Regions from separate parts of the Rattus norvegicus genome. Here region 1 is linked to region 2. A link is a contact called in public Hi-C data. All regions are on one chromosome and are shown on one strand. The core of a region is the stretch at or near the end of the contact, and the rest is flanking DNA. Distances in the headings are between cores, read along the strand shown. Region 1 overlaps LOC100910558 (a long non-coding RNA gene). Region 2 overlaps Nfib (nuclear factor I/B).

The links. Hi-C and Micro-C count contacts between places; a contact is called where the count stands out from the background.
Region 1: a contact with region 2 is called in a Hi-C map of psoas muscle, with 1.9 times the contacts expected there. The contact joins two enhancer-like sites. A contact is called at or near these places in 2 of 12 Hi-C or Micro-C datasets (mammary epithelial cells and psoas muscle).

Annotation. Positions count from the first base shown.
Region 1 is chr5:102,049,821-102,056,220 of GRCr8, forward strand. All of the region lies in intron 1 of LOC100910558 (a long non-coding RNA gene), which reads left to right. Among named protein-coding and RNA genes, the nearest start is that of Nfib, 33 kb to the left of the region's middle. Within about 2 kb of position 2,616, at least 22 of the 93 cell types and tissues checked have an H3K27ac peak or open chromatin away from gene starts, as enhancers often do.
Region 2 is chr5:101,958,749-101,964,625 of GRCr8, forward strand. All of the region lies in intron 2 of Nfib (nuclear factor I/B), which reads right to left. Among named protein-coding and RNA genes, the nearest start is that of Nfib, 58 kb to the right of the region's middle. Within about 2 kb of position 3,138, at least 35 of the 93 cell types and tissues checked have an H3K27ac peak or open chromatin away from gene starts, as enhancers often do.

The DNA of each region.
Region 1 (6,400 bases), core at 1,366-3,865, 91 kb after region 2:
AACGCAGAATGCAATTACGTTCCAAGCGAGCGCAGGGCACCCTCCTTGCCCAGGGCTAGGGCGTTTTGAGGAAGGATCTTTCCAAAGGAACCCATCTTTCTAAAGCCAGTAGGGTTCTTTAGTAATTTTCTCGGGGGTGGGAGATAAATCAAATCGCCTGTGGGCTTGCAGCTGGAAGCCAGTTATTGAGGCTCCCTGAGCCTCGTTCCTAACGGATTAGCTCTCTCGTTGTTTGGGGATAACGTGAAAAGTAAAGAGAAAACATTATCTTAAGTGACTCGCACATCGCTTTTTTAGTTCCACGAATAAACGTCTATGTCTTGGGCCAATTTCACGACTGCCCACGCAAGGCCCAGACTTTGATATTTAAACCAGGCCAGGTGAAACTACCTGTTGGGGCACACTGCAGCCTATAAGTCTGACCCTACTTTCCTTATGCAGTTTGTGGGAGAGGTGGAACTGTTCAGGGGGTGTTCAGAGAAGGGACACCGGCCGAAGGGGAACTGCACCAGCTCCACGGCCCCGGTCTGCAGAAACTAAAGACAGTCCCATGCAGCCGAATCTCGGCACGATTCTCTGTGATTCACTACGAAGCAATGTAGTGGATTCTTGACACTAGAGCACGTCCTTGGACTCTCAGAAACAAAGAGCCGGGGGCAGCTTGCTGTGCTCCCGCCCCCCACGGTACGCTCCAACTCCTGTTTCTCCCTACGTGCAGAAATTCACTCAACTTCTCCAAGGAGCGGGCAACGGATGCTTTCCTGCCGCAGCCTGGCCACTTTGCTGGAAGAAAGTCTCTGCCCCAAGGAGCAGACACAGTCATCATACAGCCTCCGCAGAAGAGCGGCCAGCTTACCGGGACCTGCTGAGCCTGTGACGAGGATTTTTAGAAGCTGGGGACTGGAAGGCTTATGTGTCCCAGAACCTGTGGGAAAGACCATTGGGAAGTTTCATTTGGAAAGTGCTGGGCGCAGCCCGGCTCTGGCGCACAATTTCCAGGCTTCCAGGCAGCCAAACTGCAGCGAAGCTGCGGGAGGCATGGGGGCTCCGGCTTTTCCATCGAGAGTTTCTCATGCGGGTTCCTGGGGGTTTTTGTTTTTTGATTTTTGTTTTTTGTTTTTGCTTTGTTTGTTTGTTTATTGGCAGCAAACCCCACTGGGTTTGGGGAGCACCAATATTTGGAAGAGCCCTACCACGGGTCTCATCAGAGGATCAGAGATGAAGCAACTTGAGGAACGCACCCGTTTAGTTTTCTAAGGCCATGCATCTTTTTTTAATCCCTCACGGTCACCGTCACGATTTATTTGGCTGCAAACGAAATGGGAATAGATTTTAGGAAACTGGGGGGGAAGAAAGTGGATAAGCCTTAAATTGTTGAGAGCTTTCCTTTTTACAGTGAAGACCACAGGGCTACGTGGAACGGAGAGAAATTATTAGTGAGACTTCTCTGCTCAGGAAGGTGGAGGAGATTGAGCCGGGGAACTAAAAAATGTCTCCGATCTCCGTGCGCGCTGCAGGTTCCCACCCGCAGTTAATCAACCTGGCAATATTCTCTTGATCTGCCCGCACGTAGCTGTCTCCAGTCCTTCATGACACTTTCCTTCTCTGTTTACATCTTTTCTATGCGGGGGTCATCAGAGTTTGGGGCTGCCCCAACCTCTCTGGTGCCTGCATTTGCAAAAACTCTTTACAAACTTTCCCATCCATCGCACACTTGCGGGTGGGCTCTCTCCAAGCGGGTCTCTGGACTGCCGGGAGACCCTCTTCAGCCGAGAAGCCTGGAATAATTTTCAGCGCCGCGCTCCGAAGCCCCTCCTTTATTTTAGTTCAATGGGGGGCGGGAGGGGGCTCACAGAATCAAGGATAATAAACAATGCTGCTTACTAAAGATACAAAGTGGGTGCAGAAGCACGGAGATGGTTTAACAAGTGGTCAGACTTTCAGGGACGCCTTTGAAAGAGACTTGTAAAGTAAAACCATTGGCGGCTCTCTCTCTTTTTTTTTTTTAAGTACAGAAATACATGGAACACGCGTTGTCAGAATGTGCTGTTTGGAGCGGTGTTTATTTATTGTCCTTTGCCTCTGGAGATCAGCAGGCGCAGTTGCTACCTACCTACTCCTTGGTGCAAATCGCCTCCCTATCTTAAGGTCTCATTAAAAGGGTCTTCTGGGTGTCTGTATACTGTGCTACCCTTATTCTAGATGCCCAGGAGTTGCAGGTACCACAGGCAGTGGGGACTTTAGGGGAAAATGCAATTTTAACTGGCGTTGCCCGAATAATTCAAAGACAGGGAACTCTCTCTCCTTCCTACACACACACACACACACACACACACACACACACACACAGAGAGAGAGAGAGAGAGAGAGAGAGAGAGAGAGAGAGAGAGAGAGAGAGAGAGAGAGACATTGGTTGTGGTTTTGGGTGCTGACTGCCACTGGGGATTAAGCCTTCCTTTTTGGGTGTGGGTGAAACTGATTTCTACTCTGCCCAATGGCCTTGGGAAAGGGCTTCCCATCTGCTCTGAACACCCCCTCCCCTTACAATGTCAGAAAATCTGCCCACAAATATTGGCACCAAGCTGCCGTGACAGGCGGTGCTGCTTTAAATAGGAAAGAGACAGACCCGGGCAGGCAAAAAGAAAACCAGCAACCTTCAAGGGCCAGGTTACCTGCCTCCGTACCCAACCCCCCAAAGCCCAAAGGCAGAGAAAGGAGACACCTAGAAACTCTCCTTTTTAAAGCGGAGTGGGGAATGTAAACCATGTACAGTGTACATGCAGATGGGTCCCTGAAGGCCAGTTGTTAAAGGGAAGCAAGGTAAGAGTCTGGCTTATCCTTGACTTCTATGCCTCACCGATAGCCTCTGTGCTTGTTCAGATACAGGGAACCATTAGAAGGCGTTTGAGAGGCATTTGGCTGTGCTCCTTTTGTTTTGTTCAAAGCTGAAGGGGGTGGAGTGGGGCTTGATTAGGGAAGGTCTGGGTTCAGTCCTGGACCCTAAGACAGAACTCATCCTAGGTAATTGAGGTGCTGGCTGCCACTTTTCCCTGGATGACCCAACCTTCAGTTATGCCCCTCCTGTTCCACTGAAGGCATCCTCTATTCTGGAGATGGTTGTATTGACAGCTGTACCCCATGAAACATCTGAAGCCCTTTCCCACCTCCCCTCAAAGATGATGACCTCATCCAGGGCTCACAGTCATCTGTTCCTAACTCTCTGTACTTGACCTGCAGATTGCCCAGCAGTCTCTGATGGACCCTCGGCCTGCATGGCCCTTTCTCCTAAGAAGCATCCTGTGTGCTAAGCCCAAGCTTGAGAGACATCCTCCCACAGAGTGTGACCAAACTGTAGAGGGCATCTCAGGAGGGTTTAGGTGATGAGCAGATAGATTGTCTTGGCTTTCCCACTGCTTTCCAAGTCAACTTGGCTCTGTATTGTCATTTTGAAGAAATCGAGGCCCAGGGAAAGTTTTTGACCAAAGGATGCAGGAAGAGCTGAGAGCAGAGGCTGGAGCGGCCTCCGGACATCTTAAGTTCGGAGTCCATTTGCTCAGTTTGAGGGAGGTGCAAAAGTTGACAATGAGCTACTGTTCAGTGAGTGTCAACCGTGTGGCAGAGCACGTGCCACCCAGACGTGTATGTAAGTCATCTCCTTAGCAGCTCTGACGAGTCTCATTAGCCCCCAACAAAATGTAAATGACACAATAGGAAGACAGGCATAAATCAAAATTCCTCAAGTAATGTAAAAGAAGATAAACTGAAAGTGAAAGCCTTCCACTTCACTCTTTCTCCCAAAATACCATTTATAGCTTTCATTTTCATGGCCGAGTATGTACCTGACAAATGTTAGTATCGTTTTATGAGTGGGAAAAGGAAGGCTCTCAAGCTAACAAAATGTGGCTACCTGCATCCCATCCCATTGCTCTCTGTGAGCTAATAAAGCGAAGGTGAACCGTGTGAGTGAAACATTGATATAAAAAAAAAAATACAAGATGAGAGAGTCGATATCATTTTCCTTTCCTTCTTTTCTATTTCTCCTTTTTAAGAGCCAACATTGCTGCGTATTTTCAGAAGCTGAGACCGTATTAATAATTATCTGTAGTGACTGTATTCTTCCTTGGCCTTGGTGTAATTGTATAAACTGTTCTCCTCCAAGCCTCATGACCAAGGCCCTGAGGCTGCCTCCACCCTGTGGTAGGCCAGAGCTGGGGAATACCTGTTAAGCTGTGGATTTCCCTGATGATCCCTTAGACTTGTTGGGAGATTTCAATGAGAGACAAGGAAACTATGTAAATTTAAATTCTCGCTCTATAAATGTAATTGCTACTTTTCAAAGATGTCTTTAGGACCCTCTATGCAGTTAGAACAATGGAGAATTAGGGTTTTTTTTTTTTTTTCTTGAAAGGAAGGGGAGGTGTCTCTCTTAGAACTGGCTATTTTGCCCAGACTGGTCTCAGATTCAGAGATCTGCGTGTCTCCACCTCCTGAGTGCTGAAGTTAAAGGTTGAGCCACCACACCCAGCAAATCTGGGGACTTTGCAAAAGGCTATGCTTTTGGGGATTGATGGCTACAAGGTGAAAGGGGATGCTCATTGATCAGTGGGAACAGGAGTGCTGGGCCTTTCACATGGGAAGACTGTAGCATGTGCGAAGTAGATTTCTTCCTCCTGAAGACTGGTTGATTAGGACACAGAGAGATACAGGTACACTGTATGGAGGAGGGTGACCAAGAGTAGCAGTGGTGTGCCCTGAAAGATGCTTCGGCCTGCTCCTTTGGTAAGTATTTACTACCAAAAGCTAGTCATAGACTTTTGGGAGCACACACCTGTACGAGGCTAACAGCTTCCAAAGTGCAATTATTTAATTTATTACATTTCTTTTGTGAATAGGAAGGGTGGCTTTGTGCCTTTTCTCACGTGATGCTCACTTTGTCTTGATTTAAAAAGAAGAAAACAACAACGATTTCGTTTTGCAACTTTCTTTAGGGGACTGATGAGGAGAAATGAAAGTCCACTGGCAGGGTCTCCTTGGCTTAGCAGGGGCACAGCCATGGGAAGGGGCCGCTAACCCTTCCTGCTAATGCCTGCAGCATGCACACAAGACTGTCTGGCCTCTAGGAAGAAAGGAAAAGAGATGACGGGGCCTGGGGAGTAAGCCCGTTCCAAGAAGAAACTGTGAGTAGAGAAAAATCAAGTTTCTTAAGCTCAGCAAGGCTTCAGAGCTTGTCTAGAGGCTCTGAAGGACACCAGGACAAAGGCTACTGCGCCCCCTGGTGTTGGACTCAGATCAGATTCCAGAGAGCTGTGTGGAGACCAGCAGCCAGGAGCTTCCTAAAGGAACCACAGAAAAGTTTCTTCTGTTTGCTAAGCACATTGAGTAGAATTCGCCCTTACTTTCTCAATTCTGTAGTCTAAGTAGATACCCTCTGCTCTAGAGAGAGCTGTGTGTACCGCCGGCTACTTTGTTTTATTTGGTTTTCTTTGCATAAAATTTAGTCTAGCGGGACAAAGACCGCTTAAAAGCGACCCTGTTTTGGGGGGAGTGCAGCAGTCTGCAAACAACTCTGCATTGTGGGTGATGTTCTGGTTTGAGGGGAGTCGTTTGAAACTTCACAACCCCTTGTTCCTCCTCTTAAAAGCAGATAGTTTTGAATAGGATGTTTTAAGGGCTCCCTTAAGCTCCAGTGTTGAATAAGTGGTACACTGAGCCATCTTTTCTCAGAGCCTTGCAAAAGGGATTTGTTAATTTCTTTGCAGGTGCAGGCCCATTTCAGCATCCAAAGTTTCCTGATTCTGAGCGAAGATTTTTAAAAGTGCAAAATGTATCTCTTTTCAGCACAGAAGCCCCTCACCCTCCAGTCTCAAGTAAAAACCCAGCTAGGAAGCTGGAGAGTGAGCACAGCTCAGTCGCTGCTATTTCTTTTAAAAATAAAGTACTAAGTGTTGTGCTGGAAATTCTGCTCAGTGTCTCGTGTGGTAGGTGTGAATACATGCTTTAATTGTTCCAGGCACTAGACCAAAAACTTCCCCAGAATTAGCAGGGTTTTCAGCTATAATCTGGCTAACATTTTTCTGCAAATAGGTATGAAGACCAGACTGAATTGCCATCGAAATTTACAGCCATTCCTCATCTAGTCAGGTGATCAGCCCCGGGGAAGAATTATGGCGCCACTGAGAGTTTTCCACTCCTCAAACCTGTATGTCTTGTCTCTAACGTGAGCAGTCGGTTATGCCTCGGGCAGCTTCTTCCCTCTGCACTGCTGCTCCACTGTTATCTCTGTGCAATGGGCACAGTTTCTTACTAGCATCACTACTAGGGATCTCATGAGTGCCCCAGAAAGAATATTTGAGCAGCTACTTTAGTGCTGTAGCTGTGGCAAACGTATGCAGCCGTTGTC
Region 2 (5,877 bases), core at 1,888-4,387:
AGACAAAGCATTCTGTGTTAAAGGAAGAAAGAGGGGGAGAAGGAGGAGGAGAAGAAGGAGGCAATGATGACAATGAACAGTCAAGCCAAACTGCCTGGAAGAGGCAGAGTCCATCCTAGCTCTCTCACAAAGCTCAGACTATGTAGGCTGCCTGAAAAAGACATTCTCCAGCCTGTCAAACTACTTGGTTTCGGTTGTTGTGAGAAATCACTCAAGGTGGTATGGGATTTGGTGATGTCAGTATCTGACTCATTTCTGCTCTCCCAAGTAACCCCTCACCAATCGTCCTGTAAGTATCCCCAGTAAAACTCAGTGGATCACCAAATGGAACTTTGATGGTATCTACTTTGGTCTGTTGTTGATTCTCTATCTGAGGTAAACAGGAATTTGTTATGTCTTCCTGGAAATAGTATCACCTACAACTCACTAATAGAATAGGATTTTGAAGTCCTGGCTTTCCACAGACTTCTAGGGAAATTTTAAAAATGAAGAAGAGGAGGAAGACGAGAAGAAAGAAAGAAAGAAAGAAAGAAAGAAAGAAAGAAAGAAAGAAAGAAAGAAAAGAAAAGAAAAGAAAGCCAGCCTAAACCACTTTCCCCAGAAAAGCATGCCAGCCATCTAGGCATCTCTGCCATGCCTTGGGCCCAAAGGGCCAACTGCCATGGCACAGGTATCAACTCTAAGACAAGGTGGCCAAAAGCACGCAGTGGCTATCCCCACTCCTTAGTGACTGCAAAGAAGTGCTTCCATTTCAGCAGATGCCGGCCTCCTAGTCCATATAAGGAAGATTTAAGTGCTTATCTCATAGGATTACTGTGAAGGTCCAAAATAAAATAGAGACATACGTATCCCACGGCTTGTCATACTGTCAAGATTCAGTAATTAGTAGGTACTCTGTGTGCCTGAATGTCATCTCGTTAACAATTTTACTCCTGCCAAAGTTAAAAGTAGAATCTTGATAAACTGTAATCTTTTTATCTGTAGTGGATCTGGTTACTTGGTTTGTCTGTCGAGGTGTTGTTTGAATAATGTCCACTGCTTTCTCGTAATAAAAAGTAATAATTTCCCTCTGGGGAGCTGTACCTGTTGACTCACTCCAATCACCTAGTTTGAATGTTCTAGGTTCGTCTTCTACTCTAAGAACAGGAGACCAGGTGCTGCCAATGAAAACCCATCATTTAGAGATTGGTTCAGAGATAGCCAATGACAGGCATCCTAGAAAACTTGACTATAGAGACTAAACCACTACCCAGAGAGTACACATGGACTGACCCATGGCTCGAGCTGCATATGTAGCAGAGGATGGCCTTGTTGGGCACCAATGGGAGGAGAAGCCCTTGGTCCTGCTAAGGCTGGAACCCCCAGTGTAGGGGAATGTCAGGGTGGAGAGGCAGGAAGGGGTGGGTGGATGGAGAGGGGAAATACCCTCATAGAAGGGGTAGGGAGTATGGGATGAGGGTTTACAGATGGGAAACGGGGAAAGGGAATAACAGTTGAAGTGTAAATAAAAAATATCCAATAAAAAAAATAGAAAGAAAGAAAACTTGACTAAAACTACTGGAAAAGAGCACATTTAACCTCCCAGGTTGCTCAGCTGATAGTTTATACCATGAAGCTTGGTCCCCAGTAAGAAGACTGGTGTACCTACAGGGAAGGCAACACGGGGATAGCATAAAGTGAGAGCCAGAGAGACACTGGCAATGACAGTAGAGAAAGCGTTGTCCTTACAGTAGTCAGTGCCCGAGGGTAAACTGGACATTAAATCACATCCGAGAGTAACCTCCCTCCTCAGTTCTCCCTGCTTTGCTTCAATCTCTGACACCTAGAGTTAACAAATAACCCAACGCCAGCAAAACCCTGGTACCTTTCAATGGTTAAACAGCCCCTGAAATACACAGAGGGAAATGAGGGAAGTCAGAATAAGCTGAAGGCAGCGTTTTTGTTTTTGTTTTTTTCCCAGGACACTTCAGTAGATTGTTATAAGCTTGAAAAGTGTTAGCTTAGTGAAGAAACTATCCAGGGGTCTGTGTTAGTGCCGACATTATTTAGGTACTGTTTGGTTTTCGATGTTTTGGTAAACTGACTCATGAACTCCATGGGCGAGTCACCGTCCCTGCTGCAGTCTGTCTACCTGCTCCCAGGAGAGTGGTGCCAGTCACCTGTAAGAGCTTCTGTTGGAAAGAAAGTATGTCTTAGAAAAACTTCCTACAAAAAAAAAAACAAAAACAAAAACAAAAAAAAAAAACAAGAGTGAACACGCCACGCTCGCTGAATTACAACATGTAAAAACGTGCAACCCTGGGAACGGGACTTCATTTGAAGCACATAGAGAAAAGTATAAAAGTTACTACGAAGAAATCATCTTTTTTCTAGTAAAAAGCTGATTAATCCACTGGGAATTCTGCACGATCCAAAAGGATCTGCTTCTCTGGACTTATAGTAACTGGTTACAAATGCTTCTTTGCTGAGATATAATACTTACCACAGGATTTGGGGGAGAGCATATGAATGGGTTCATAAAATCATGAATAAATATTAAATGCCCAGTTTTCCAAAGTTTTCTTGTAGGTGATATCTATTCCCTAGGTATGCCTGGGGTGTAGCACCTGACGTTTAATATGATTAAAGATTATAGCATTTTTTGGTTTAAAAGCAACAAATGAGAAACTTCAAGGAAAACCAGTCTACTGGCATTCCTTTGAAATATGCATATAAAGGGCCCTACAGTGTTTTTCCTTGCCGTTGGGTGTACGTTGTGCAAGAGAGGAATTCCTGGTACAGCAACTGCATGAGGAATTAGAACATTGCCTCCAAAGTTTTATCTAATTGCATACCAACACATAACGAAAGACATGATGTATGTACAGTAGCTAAAGAGTTAATCATTAGCAACTCCGCTAAAAAATCCTAATGGCAGACTGCCCATCATTCTTTTAGACAGAGCTTGTCAGAAAAACTGGGGCAGCTTGTCCAGCTCAGCAGTCAACTGATTACTAGTGAACTCAATGGGGCTCCCAGCCAACCCCTGAGATTGCTGCCAGCCCCTTGGGTATTCAAAGGCTAAGTTCCAATGTGGTTTACTTTGCCAGGATCACGTGATGTCAGTGCTATTTTTCTCCTGACCAGAATAACCAGTCAGTCAAGCTGCTGGGAGTACTGTCAGTGAGCTGCACAGCACTTCACTAGCAGAGGTCACAGACACACTAGGCTACCACTCTTTTCACGATCCAAGGGTCCAGGGACTCCAGGGGGAGCTCAGCTAATCCCCATGTGTCTGTTCCAGAGACTCAAGTCCAGCATACAAAGTCTGCCCAGGAGACAAGGGACTACTCTAACTCACTGGACCAGGTATAGCTAGAGAGCACAACACACAGGGCCAACCTTTTGTGAATGCCCAGCTGGGTAGGAAAAACAAACAGAAGCAGGCCTGGACTTTTGTTTCTGTTGCATTACTAGAGAATTAATGGGAAGCCACATGAATTCTGTAGGATTTAGTCACCCTCATCAACGTACGCCCACATTCTTTGCATGGTGGTAAGATAGCAGTTCACTTTTCCATTTATCAGTATGTTTTTTCAGTTGCGACATGATTTACAAGGGTGAATACACTCTGTTTTGAAAACTGTGGTTTTTAAAACTAGTAAGCCTTATCTCTTAGTGAGAGAAACTATTTCACTCCCTAACACACAATACAGAGAATTAAAAAATACGACCTACTTTGTAATCTTTCTCCTGGGAGAAACATAAAACATTAGAGAGTGCAAGAGGCTGGCACGGCTGGGGCTCGCCATGATCCACATCCTGACCACATGGCTCAGTGATCTAAAAGACCTCAACGCTGCTCTCAATCATTTCCAATCTTCTCTTCTAATTTTTAGTCATTTTTTTTATTATTATTATGTGTGGTGTGGAGAGGTGCACATGGAGGTCAGGAGACAACATGGGAATCACTTCTCTCCTTCTACCACAAAGGCCCTTCCTTTTTTTGCCTGCTTGCTAAAGGGGATTGCACTCAGGAGTGACTGTGGCCTGCATTCAATTCAGGTAGACTGGTATAAGAAGTCAACCTGTCAGAAATTTGCAAAGTAAGAAAAAGACCTGAGGACGGAGGGAGGGCCGAGAGGGGGAGGGGTTCTGGAAGGAGCAGAGAACCAAACCAGAGCACAAAGTAGGCAGGAAAGAAAGGTGAGTTTCCAGAAAAGCACACCGAGAGAAAGCTGTAATTTTTTTTCTTTTATCAATGCTTCTTAATTTTCATTCATTACACTTATGAAAAAGTTTAAACAGATTCACAACAGCTACAAAGCCGATGTCATCACCATCACTCAGTCTAATCAGGTCCTATAGTCTGCTCTTCCTGATGGTGATAACTCATCTTGGACTATTCAGCTTATCTTTTGTCCTGGCCTTTTCTTTCCATGGTAAAGACACCGTATCTTACCTCTAGCACAACATCTGTGATGCTCTACCAAACGTCTGAAAGAAAGAAGCTTGCGCGGTGCCAGTCCTTTGGTGCAAAGGGACTAAGCCACTGTCACCAATTAGATAATCGCTGGATAATTTGACAGTCCTCAAAGTGATTGTCTCAAGAAATGCTGGGAATGTGCACGGGGGAAATGTTGAGGCTCATTTCTGCACAGGGTAAGAAGCTCAACTACAGAGAATGGGAAATGTTGATCCCTTGATGGTGAGGGATCACACACAAGCAAAGTCAAGAGATGATCCAAGAACTGGCCGGAGAGTGGGAACTGCCTTCAGTATCCTCACAGAATTCATGAAGGAATACAGATTTCTCCCAGCAGCATGGGAGGCCCTCTACAAGGTAACATAAGTTTATTTTTCCAAATTCTTTCAGCTGAGTGTTCACCTCCATATGTGTGCTTTCTTCCAGCCACACTGGGGGTGTGGATTTCCTTTCCTTGCCTTTGACAATTGCTCATGTTGTTTCCCTGGGCTAACAGAGCTCTCATAAATGGCACATCTCTCATGGTCCATTTAAGATACCTCTTCTCCCCAAAACCAGGTATAAGACCCTATAGTGAGTGCCCTCCACAGTACCTCAAAACTTAATGTTTGCCCTTTCTTAAAGGCCAAGCTGATGTGGGCTTGCATGACTCACTGAGTTTATTCAGCATGCCTCTTGGAGGGTTTGCACTCCATGATCCTTTGCTGATTTGACGTAAATTGATGAGGCTAATTTATTTTACAGTTCTCCTGTGCACTGCTTCTCTACAAGCACTCAAAAGCCCCTCCACCAGTTCAAAGTCTCATCTGCTATATTAGCATTTGCAGCAATATACAGCATCCTGAGATAAATAATATTATTACAGCGTGCTTAGCAGTGTCTCACCAAAGAAGAATAACTTGTGCCTTTCTTTTGAACAAAGTTTTTTTTTAATACAATATGCTTAGGATTCTGTATGTACATATCTGTGTGTATATGTGTGTGTGTGTGTGTGTGTGTGTGTGTGTGTGTGTGTGTGTGTGTTCATGCTAGCCAACAGGAGCTAGAGGGACAAGCAATAACAATAATAATTTTTTTTACTCTTTTAGTGTACTTTAGACAAAAGATATTTAAGTGATGGATCTCAAAGCATTAGTTTATAAAAGAAAGTATTAATAGTGCTTCCAAATTTCAAACTACCGGTAACTTAGCAGAACCTAAGGAGCCAAAACTTAAATACTCCTTTTTTTGAGAAACTACAGGAAATGTTGGGAACTTTGCTGAACACTTTGCCTCCTGCAAATGGATGGTATTTCTTTACTAAAGAAAGACCAATTTCATCAGACTTCACTTCTCTATTGTAACATATACTAGTCATATTGAGCACTTGACATTATTGTGACAGTCCTCATAAAAAGGAAGTGTGATCAGTG